Regions from separate parts of the Mus musculus genome. Here region 2 is linked to region 1. A link is a contact called in public HiChIP or PLAC-seq data. All regions are on one chromosome and are shown on one strand. Each heading gives the region's core, a stretch centred on a gene start, on an enhancer-like site or on the middle of the called end of the contact. The rest is flanking DNA. Distances are from core to core; before and after follow the strand shown.

Evidence for each region. HiChIP or PLAC-seq counts read pairs in DNA pulled down with a chosen protein or histone mark.
Region 2: an H3K27ac HiChIP or PLAC-seq map of embryonic stem cells shows a contact between it and region 1, with 12 read pairs. The contact joins two enhancer-like sites. A contact is called at or near these places in 1 of 484 Hi-C or Micro-C datasets (embryonic stem cells) and 3 of 115 datasets of contacts at active chromatin or transcription factors (all in embryonic stem cells).

The regions. Positions count from the first base shown.
Region 1 is chr6:140,195,327-140,200,285 of GRCm38.p6, forward strand. No RefSeq gene overlaps it. Among named protein-coding and RNA genes, the nearest start is that of Gm38917, 88 kb to the right of the region's middle. Within about 2 kb of position 2,950, at least 6 of the 459 cell types and tissues checked have an H3K27ac peak or open chromatin away from gene starts, as enhancers often do. A contact at or near this core is called in embryonic stem cells, where this site is marked.
Region 2 is chr6:140,601,668-140,606,626 of GRCm38.p6, forward strand. No RefSeq gene overlaps it. Among named protein-coding and RNA genes, the nearest start is that of Aebp2, 19 kb to the right of the region's middle. Within about 2 kb of position 1,999, at least 21 of the 459 cell types and tissues checked have an H3K27ac peak or open chromatin away from gene starts, as enhancers often do. A contact at or near this core is called in embryonic stem cells, where this site is marked.

The sequences.
Region 1 (4,959 bases), core at 1,700-4,199:
CCATGTCATAAGTGGCACACTGGGGTCTCTGGCAATCTGAGTGCCTCTGGGTCCTTGGCTAGTAGTGCTAAGCCACAGCAGACAGAGCAAGTTCAAAATGGATAGAAGTGAGATGTCAGTACTCGATGGGTTAAGTAGGGTTCTCTAGAGGAGCAAAGTCAATAGAATGGTGTGTAGACAAGGGGGCTTAGTGGATGGTTCACACAATAGGAGATGGGGAGGTATTCAATAATGGCTGTTGCATGCTGGGTGGCTGAGAACCTAGTAACTGTTTATTACTCAAAGCAGGAGGCTTCCACAGTTCCAGTACAGCTCCAAACGCCTGAATGTGTTGCCTGTAGTTATTAAAAATCAGCCCACAATATCGCTGGCTACTCACTGGCCGCAATGGTCTCCCCACCCCCATGGCTATCCCTAAGCGGTGGTCCGCCCAACTTCCTTTGCCCAACTTCCTTCGGTTCGCTTGCAGCAGTATTCCCAGTCATCCAACCCCTGTGGCTAGCTGCTGTCAAACCGCTCAGCACTCCCAAATTTCCGTGGCTAGCTGGGGTGCACTTTCACCAACCCAGGCTCCGCTGTTACCTTTCCCCTGGAGTTCAGTTGAGTCGCTGAGAAATGGAAAACACCAGACAATCTAGTTTAGAATCAACAGATAACACAACCATTGGGAGCAGTGTCTAGCATCCTAAACTCATTAACTATCCCATGTTAGAAATCTGGTGACGGATTCTGGTGGATTCCACCACCATATCTGCTTTCCCTCCCCTCAATGTCCAAAAGGAAATACCCTCCTCCTGTGTTCCCTCTTCCTTTCTCAGACCCAGAAGACCCGCCTCCTCCTTGCCCAGTGATTGGCTTCTTGTCATCTTTATTATCCAATCAATTAATTAGGAGAGAATTTTGCTACATGGATGGTACTCCTTGGCAATAAATAGCACACTCACCAGGCGACACTGCCTATGTGTACCAGGGCCATTACTGGAAGATGCCACTGACTCTGATAGTCTTGTCCCTCAGTTAATCCTTACACTTGGCCATCACACTGGCTTCTGACTTGTGTCAGTCATATTCTCCATAGCTTCAGGCTCCATGAAACCATGGGTCATTTGGAGCAGCAATGTCTTGGAGTCTTCTGTTCCTACAAACCAGGGTCTCGGTTGAAACTCTACTCTGAATCTAGGCCTCTGCTCTGTGTTCTCCATCCCTGTCCTGTTCAAAGGATCTCTCCAGCTGAGACCCAATGTGGTCCCTCCATCCGTGGCAGCAGTGGGTTGTAGGTGGTGTGGTACCCTGGTATCTCATCTCATCACAGTAGAGATCAGATGCACCACACTGCTCTTGCTTAAGGATGTGCTTAAGTTAGAAAACAGAGACTGCTCCTAATACATTTGCTTAGTTAGAGGTCCACTCACACAGGCTCCCAAAGTACCTCTGGAAACTGGAAGAAACAAGCGGGTTGTCTCTTAGAATCCACGTTATGAAACAGAGCTACTCAATGCACAGGATGGTATACCCACAGGGGGAGAAAGTGAGAGGTTAGCTTTGATGGCCAGTTTACAAGTCTGAGTGGATGAAAGAGATGAATTCATAAAAAGATGCTGTGCTCCACTGTGTCCATCAGCGTGACTCACCTGCAGTGTGGACACCATTAGTTTACTGTTCGCCCTTCTGCTTTTCGTACAGTTAGTTCACAAGGGAACTTCTTTCTTACAAGGGAAGAAACCGCACTGTGTTGGCATTGCATCAGCCACAGCCCAGAGGCAATATCTTCTGTGTAGAAGATGTTCGATAAATGTTTTAACTGATCAGCCTCTGCCTTTTCAAGTAGCTGACTTACACCTAAGAGCCTGCTGCCAAGTTTACATCCTACCGTACGTTTCAGAAACATACGTGTGAAAGTAGAGCCAAAAATAAGACCTTTTTTAAACAGTAGAATCGGAGACACCATGGAATATTTTGTAAATAGTATGTGATGAAATGGGTCAAAGTTCACCAGCTCCTAGGGCTCTCTTCCAAATGACTTTAACCTCTTTTGCAAGACAGGAATTTGAACCCTTAGCTACTGTTCTTTTCAAATGATTTTTAACATAAAAATCTACTTTTGAAGTACAATCCCGTTCTTTGTGCATCCCAATGGCTTGAATGTTAGACTCAGAGGGGGCTCCGTGAGCTGTATAGAGGCTATTGTATACACCTGCACATTTCAAGTAGCTTTTCTACACAATACCTATGAACAGCTGCTCTCAGGAGCACTCGAGGTTTGGTATACTCTTTCCCCCTCAATCTTTGTGAGATTTTTTGTTTTCTTTTGGCATTGCATATACAACAGTACTTCCATGTTTTGTTTTGACCTTTTTAAAAAAAAAAAACTTGCATAGTTTGTGTGTGTGGTGCATGCATGCATGCATGCACACATGTGTACATGGGTGGCCTTGCCTATGCTTGCATGCATGCACACATGTGTACATGGGTGGCCTTGCCTATGCTTGCATGCATGCACACATGTGTACATGGGTGGCCTTGCCTATGCTTGCATGCATGCACACATGTGTACATGGGTGGCCTTGCCTATGCTTGCATGCATGCACACATGTGTACATGGGTGGCCTTGCCTATGCTTGCATGCATGCACACATGTGTACATGGGTGGCCTTGCCTATGCTTGCATGCATGCACACATGTGTACATGGGTGGCCTTGCCTATGCTTGCATGCATGCACACATGTGTACATGGGTGGCCTTGCCTATGCTTGCATGCATGGAGGCCAACCGCTCACTTAGAGTACCTTACTCCATAGCCTCCATCTAAAGGTAATTGTAAAGGTTTTCATCCGTTGAGAACTGTGCTTACATCATTTCTACATCCTCCAGCTCCTCCGTGGTCCTCCCCACCCCCGCAGACACACCTCAAGTTCATGACCTCAGACACACCCTAAGTTCATGACCTCTTCTTCAATTATTAATGGATGAGTCCTCTTTGTGTTGCCCACGCATGTCTGTTTAGAGCTGACTGCTTGGTATAGGATACCCTAGCAAGAGGCCTGTCCTTGGGAAAGATGTCCTTCCTCTCTGAGAAACCGCTGATTGCCTGGAGCACTTCCTAGTCTAAGGGTGGAAGTCGGATCCCCATCCATGCTGTTACTGTGCAGGTCTTGCTTTGAGGTTTAGTTGGTTGGTTGTTGGTTTTATTTTTGTCTGTTTCTTTGTTTGGGTTTTTTGGTTTGTTTTAGTTTTTGAGATTTTATGAGTGCAGCTTCCCAGTCACACACAGTAGGCACTATCTTACAGCAGAAATCCTGGTCCTCTGGCTCTTAGACTCTTTCTGCCCTCTCTTCAGTGATATTCTCTGAGCTATACATAGATACATGGGCTGTGTTGTAAATATATGACTGTGGATGGCCACTGTAACTGGACAGTATATCCCTGTATTTTGACTAGTTGTGGCTTTCTAGAATGATCCTAGTCTGTTATTAAATAAATAAATAAATAAATAAATAAATAAATAAATAAATAAATAAGTGCTTCATTGATGAGAGCGGAAAGCTACACCTAGATCTGTGGGTATAATGAGACTTATTTAGAGTGCAGTTAAAACTGATACTGGTTTACAGAAGTCATAGCCCTTATTTTATGCAACAGGGTTTCTCACTGAACCTGGAACTCACCATTTCCGAAGCACTGGGTAATCAGGAAGTCCTGGAATTCTGCCTGTCTCTTCTACCTCCCCAGCAGGCATCACACCCACATCTACCTGTATGCTGAGGTCCAAACTCAAGTCTTGATCCTTTCCCAGCAAGCACCCTATTCACTAAGTCATCTCTCCCGCCCAACACCTCCATATCTGACAAATGAGGAAAGACATTTAAGATTTGAGTTGAATTTATTTCTCAAAAACCAGAATCCAATAAAATATGCAAATCTCAAAGTCCAAGATGACGCCATCTTGCACAAGTGTCCTCTACATTGTTACTTAGATCTTTGGGAATAACAACCTGTGATTTCATGAGTCGAAGCAAAGCAGGCCTTTCATCTCAGCCCCTGGAAGGCAAAGACAGGCAGATCTCTGTGATTTTGAGGCCAGTCTGGTCTACATGGTGAATTCCAGCCAGCCAGCAAGATTCTACCTCCAAAAATAAAAACAACTAACAAGCCAAAAAGGAAAACAAACAACAACAATAGCAAAAAAATCTCTGATTCACCCTACACGATAGCTTAGCAGACAAGGGTGCTTGGTACCAAGCCTGATAGCCTGAGTTCAACACCCAGAACTCACTCTGTGGTGGAGGGAGAGCACCAACTCCCACAAGCTGTCCTCTGACCTCCACATACCTGGGACTGGGTTGGTTTGAGAGGGTTGGTTTGTTTGTTGTTTGTTTTTGTTTTTATCTTGTATTATATTTCTTACTATCAGTTTAAATAAGAGCAGAATAATCATTTTTTATCATTACGTTCCCACTTTGGAGTTCAAAGCAGTGTGAATCATATCTCACTTTGTTTTGCACACGGTTTCAAAAACAAGATTCCTTTGAGGAATCCATAAAACACAATAAAGCAGAGGACAGCAAGACAGGTGGGCTCTGCTAAACGAAATCAGCCCCTGAGACTTTGGCCTCTTTGAAGTTGGGAATCAGAACCAGCGTCCTACAGCCAGTGGGCTCCACTGAATGAGGTAATGTTCAAACACTTACTACCATGCAAGAGCTTTGGCACTGACAAATGGAAGGGCTGGCCACCTACTCCCTTGTGGCTTGTAGGTCACTCTAACTGATCAAGATGATTCAGCATGACCAAGTGCCATTTCTTCTCACAGTGATTAGAGTTATGGCACCCAACTCACTCACACACACACACACACACACACACTCTCTCTCTCTCTCTCTCTCTCTCTCTCTCTCTCTGTGTGTGTGTGTGTGTGTGTGTGTGTGTGTGTATGTAACTAAACTGACCAGCAGGGAGGTT
Region 2 (4,959 bases), core at 749-3,248, 410 kb after region 1:
TTTTTTTTTTTTTTTTTTTTTTGTGCACAGGGGATTGACATAATTATCACCAGGAAGGTTTTCTCTAAGTTGTGCCGTGCTTAAATGTGTTTAAAATAAACTACTCAACTTAACCAACACTGGGTACTTAGTAGAACTGAACTGCCTTCTTGCTTCGCTCAGAGCGGAACGGTACTCAGCTGGCCGGTAATGGTCTCAGAGGTCTCTCACAGCCTGCCCGCCTCACCCAGGACACATACTCTGGAGGAATTTTCAAGCAAACATGATTGGATCTGGAGCAGGCAGGCCAAATTCTAACTCCAGAGCCAGCTTTTTCACTAGAGTAGGACAGCATACGCATGAGAGATAGTTTCTCAGTATTTCTCACTTTGCCTCCTTGCCCCCCAAAAGACATTTGTAAGACTGAACCCAGTGGTCTACATACCCGTTACCTGTGTGTGTGTGGGTGTTTGTGTGTGTGTGTGTGTGTGTGTGTGTGTGTGTGAGAGAGAGAGAGAGAGAGAGAGAATGGGAAAGACCATCTGAATGCTTTTCCCTCTTAATTGTTACAGATACAAGGAGGATTTTCCAGGTTTGGAGAGGTAGAAACACAGCAAGCCGAAAGCATAGGGAAGAAGAATTCTACAGTAGGCCGAAAGCATAAGGCTCTATGCTCTCAGGAATAGGTACAAGCTTAGAAAGCCCAGCAGGAATGGTGGTGCAAATTCCAGCTCTGAGGAGGGAAGCAAGTCAGAGCCACGAAGAAATTGTAAATGAATTGTGTTATGTGGAGGAGGAGCTCAGACCATGCCATCATCCCATCTGCTGGCGTTACCTAAATCTTTGTTTGCTTGTTTTGTTTTTTGAGACAGGGTTTCTCTGTGTAGCCCTGGCTATCCCTGGAACTCACTCTGTACACCAGGCTGTCCTTGAACTCAGAAGTCCGCCTGCCTCTAACTCCCATGCTCCACCACTGCCCGTACCTAAATCTTTTTAGATAGTAGAAATTGAACCAGAAGATGGTAGTTTATGTCTTTAATCCCAGCACTGGGGAGGCAGAGGCAGGAGGATCTCATGTGAGTTCGAGGCCAGCCTCATCTACAGAGATAGTTTCAGAACAGCCAGGGTCACACACACACACACACACACACACACACACACACACACACACACACAAAAACTGTCTCCTGTCTCAAGCTTAAGAAAGAGGAAAGAGGAGGAAGGAGGACGAAGGGAGAGGCAGAGGAGGAAGAAGGAGAAGGAAGAGCAAAATAAAAACAGGTTAATATCCAGCCACTTAGATTGTCTTCTAAGTCTCAAAATAAACGAATGTGTCTGGAAGTTGAGGGGCACCCCAACCTCTACAGTTCCAGGGTTAGGAAACCACAGGGCCAGCGGAAGTTTCTCAGAGTTCTCCACTGATTGAGTGGTAGGTCAGTGGAGAAGGAAAGGCATTTCAGAATGTCTTTCCCATTTTCACACGCACACACACACACACACACACACACACACACACACACACACACACACAGGTTATGAATATGTAGAACGCCCGGGTTCTGTCTTACAGAGATTCCGATGTCTTTTAGGTAAACTATTGAAAAAACTGTTTCCTGTTTCTCTTCCCTCCTTCCATCCCCTGCGTTCTAGGAATTGAACTCCCATCATCAGACTTGATGGCTGATGCCTTTACAGACTGAGCTATCTTGATGGCATTTGGGGGGTGGGGAAGAGTGGCACGTGAATGGAGAGGTCAAAGGGCAACCTGTCGGTTCCCAGGCTTCACCCACTGGGCCATTTAAGGGGCTCTTGTGTTTCTTTTTTAATGTTAATCTTTCATTCCCATTTTAGCCTGAGCAGACCCCCAGGAGCGGCTTAATAAAAGGGAGATTAGCTCCTGCGGGAAGAATGCTGGCATTGACAAAACCTTGGCTTTCTGTTGCTTGTTACTATGTCTCAGGTAGAGGAGAGGATAATGGGCTGGCTGCGTTTCTAAAGAGAGCCTGGCCAAAGCCACTTTCTCTAACAAACTCTGTAGCCCTCAGGGGCTCCACCCTGCCTGACATACTCCATGCACGAACCTGGCTCTCTCTGTTGCCTGCTGGATCTTGCCTGCAAGGATGACAAATTATCCATTTGTGAAGCTCAGCCTTGCAGACAGGCTGAACGGGAGAGCTTTCAGCTGGAGGGACTGCTCTGGGATGGTGCATGGTAGCCCACACCCACAGTCCCATGCTTCAGAAGGAGGAAAAGGAAAGCTAAGAGTTGGCCTAGCCCAGAGGAGAGACTATGTGGACCCACAAGCACACATACATACATACACACACACACACACACACACACACACACACACACACACTTGGGGGTGGGGAATAGCTTTCCAGAATCGGCTGGCAGGACTTTTGGGTTACACCTTGGCTCTAAAACTCCAAATACCCCTCACTTCCCAGCAGCCATCTAACACAGACAAAGACTTATTAACTGGACATGGGCTCCGTTGTAATCATAAAAAGAGAAAGAAATATAAGAATATGTTCTATGGGAGTCGGGGGGTATGGGGGAAAGGAGTGCCTCACTGGCCCATGACAAGGCATCCTTTCCCCTGAGGGACCAGCCACAAGATGATACAGTATAGAATAGTTTATTCAGGGCATGGGGAGGGGACATAAGAGGGTAGTAGAGGCAGAGAAAGGCAGAGAGAAGGAGAGAGTAGAGAAGTAGAGGCCGGCCATGACCAGGTGGAGAGAGGGGGAAGGGAATGATGAGAGGGGGAGCAAGGGGGGCAAGAGGCAAGAAAGCAAGAGTAAGAGAGAGAGAAGAGGCAAGCAACCCCTTTTATAGTAGACCAGGCCTACCTGGATGTTGCCAGGTAACTGAGGGAGTGGAGTCCAGACAGAATACCAAGGGACTCAGAGCCATGGAGAAAACAGATAACTTGCTTGTCCCAATGTGTATTTCATTTAAAACATGTATGTAAGCGTGTCTGTGCCACATGTGTGCAGGCACCTACAAGATCCAGAAGAGGACATCAGATCCACTAGAGACTGGTGTTCCAGGTATCATTCTGTGCTTGACATGGGTGCTAGGATCCAAAATCCAGCCCTCCAAGAGAGCACTGAGGGCTTTTAAAACCTCAGGGCCACCTCATCAGCTCCTCACTTACACGTTTAGATATAAAAAAAGATGGCTCACTCGTCTAATCCTAGAGCCCAGGAAACTAAATCAGAAGCTTCGTCCCAAGTTTCAGGCCAATCTGGGCTACAGTGTGAGCTCCTGTCTCAAGCAGATACAATTTACAAGCAAAAGCAGGCAATGGCAGGTCCCTCCGTCCCCAGCATTCAGGAGGGACACAGAGGGCTTTATTAGCCCGCAACCCAGAGCAGGCTCTTCCCTTGGCACTGAAGCACAGGAGTAGAACATTTAAAAGGCGGAAGCCACAATGGGATTGTTGTTAGCTGGGTGTTAGGGGAACCTAGTGACATTTGGCTATGCATTCAGTAGATCTTTCAGTTATGCATTCAAGCCATGGTCGGGCACAGCAAGTCCAGCATGTATCGCCAAGGCAGACCTGACTGTTCAGGGACTAGGGGCTAAAAAAACACCTGAATAGGGCTGGAGAGATGGCCCAGCGGTTAAGAGCACTGACTGCTCTTCCGAAGGTCCTGAAGGTCCTGAGTTCAAATCCCAGCAACCACATGGTGGCTCACAACCATCCTTAATGAGATCTGACGCTGCCCTCTTCTGGTGTGTCTGAAGACAGCTACAGTGTACTTACATATAATAATAAATAAATCTGCCAGGGCAAGCAGAGGTCCTGATTTCAATTCCTAGCAACCACATGATGACTCACAACCATTTGTACAGTACAGTGTATTCATATACATAAAATAAATAAATAAATCTTAAAAAACAATAACCACAACACCGGAACAGACATAAGATGCAGTCAGGATAAGAGCAGAACTAGGTGGGGTGGCTTCACTAACTTCAGGGGAATCTATAGCGTCTCTGATCTACACAGAGAGCCCCAGGCCCTCTAGGAACGCATAATAAAACCCTGTCTCAAACACAAAACTGAATAATAATAGAATAATAGTGAATTAAAACAAAAAACCTCATAGGTAAAATAACTGCATTTGCTCCTTTGTCTTTTTGTGACGGGTTACCCTGGACTCACTCTGTATGATCCTCTGGGCTATGACCCCCCTGGTTCTTGGATTACCCGTGTGCACCATCATGCCTGGCTAATTGCCTTATTGTGTCTAATGATCTAAGTCCAGGGTGGTGACACAGGAATGTGAAGTTAGTCATTTTGAGTAGAAACAGAAAGATCAGGAGTTCAAGGTCATGGTCTGCCTGAGTTTGAATCTGAGGTCAGGAGTTCAAGGTCATGGTCATGTGTGAACTCCGTGGACCTGTGTTTGTTGCACTTCTGTGCAAAGCTGCTGTCTGAGTCTGTTGCACTGTCCTGTGAATGACTTTATGGCTGGTCTCTAGGGTCTGCTCTAGGGTCTTATGTTTGTCCATAAGATTCAAACAGAGGCAAATCTTCTTCCATCCTTCCCTCCCCTGCTCTGCCTTGTCATTCCAAATGATGCTGAAAATCCTGGGGTACTTAAGAAGGCTGTGTGGACAGGGCCTGCGCAGCACTCCCCGAAAACTCTCTCCACTGACAGAACAGGAGACTCCCGCCACCTTCCTCCTTGGTGCCCTGCCCTACCTTACAGGTGAGCCTGACAAACTTTCCATGAACGGAGACTGCTGGTCTCCCCCTCAGAAGCCCAGTCTGAACGAAGGGACCTCAAGCTTGTCAGGGCTTCTGAGCCCCTGCTGCCTGTTAGGCCACAGATCTCTTCCCTAGCCAACCTTATCCATAATGCAGTGGCTTCCGCTCTGAGGAGAGCAGGATTGACTCCCCGCCACCCCCTTTCAAAGCAATCGTGAGGACGAAGCAATTACACTTAATGACACAGAGGAGAG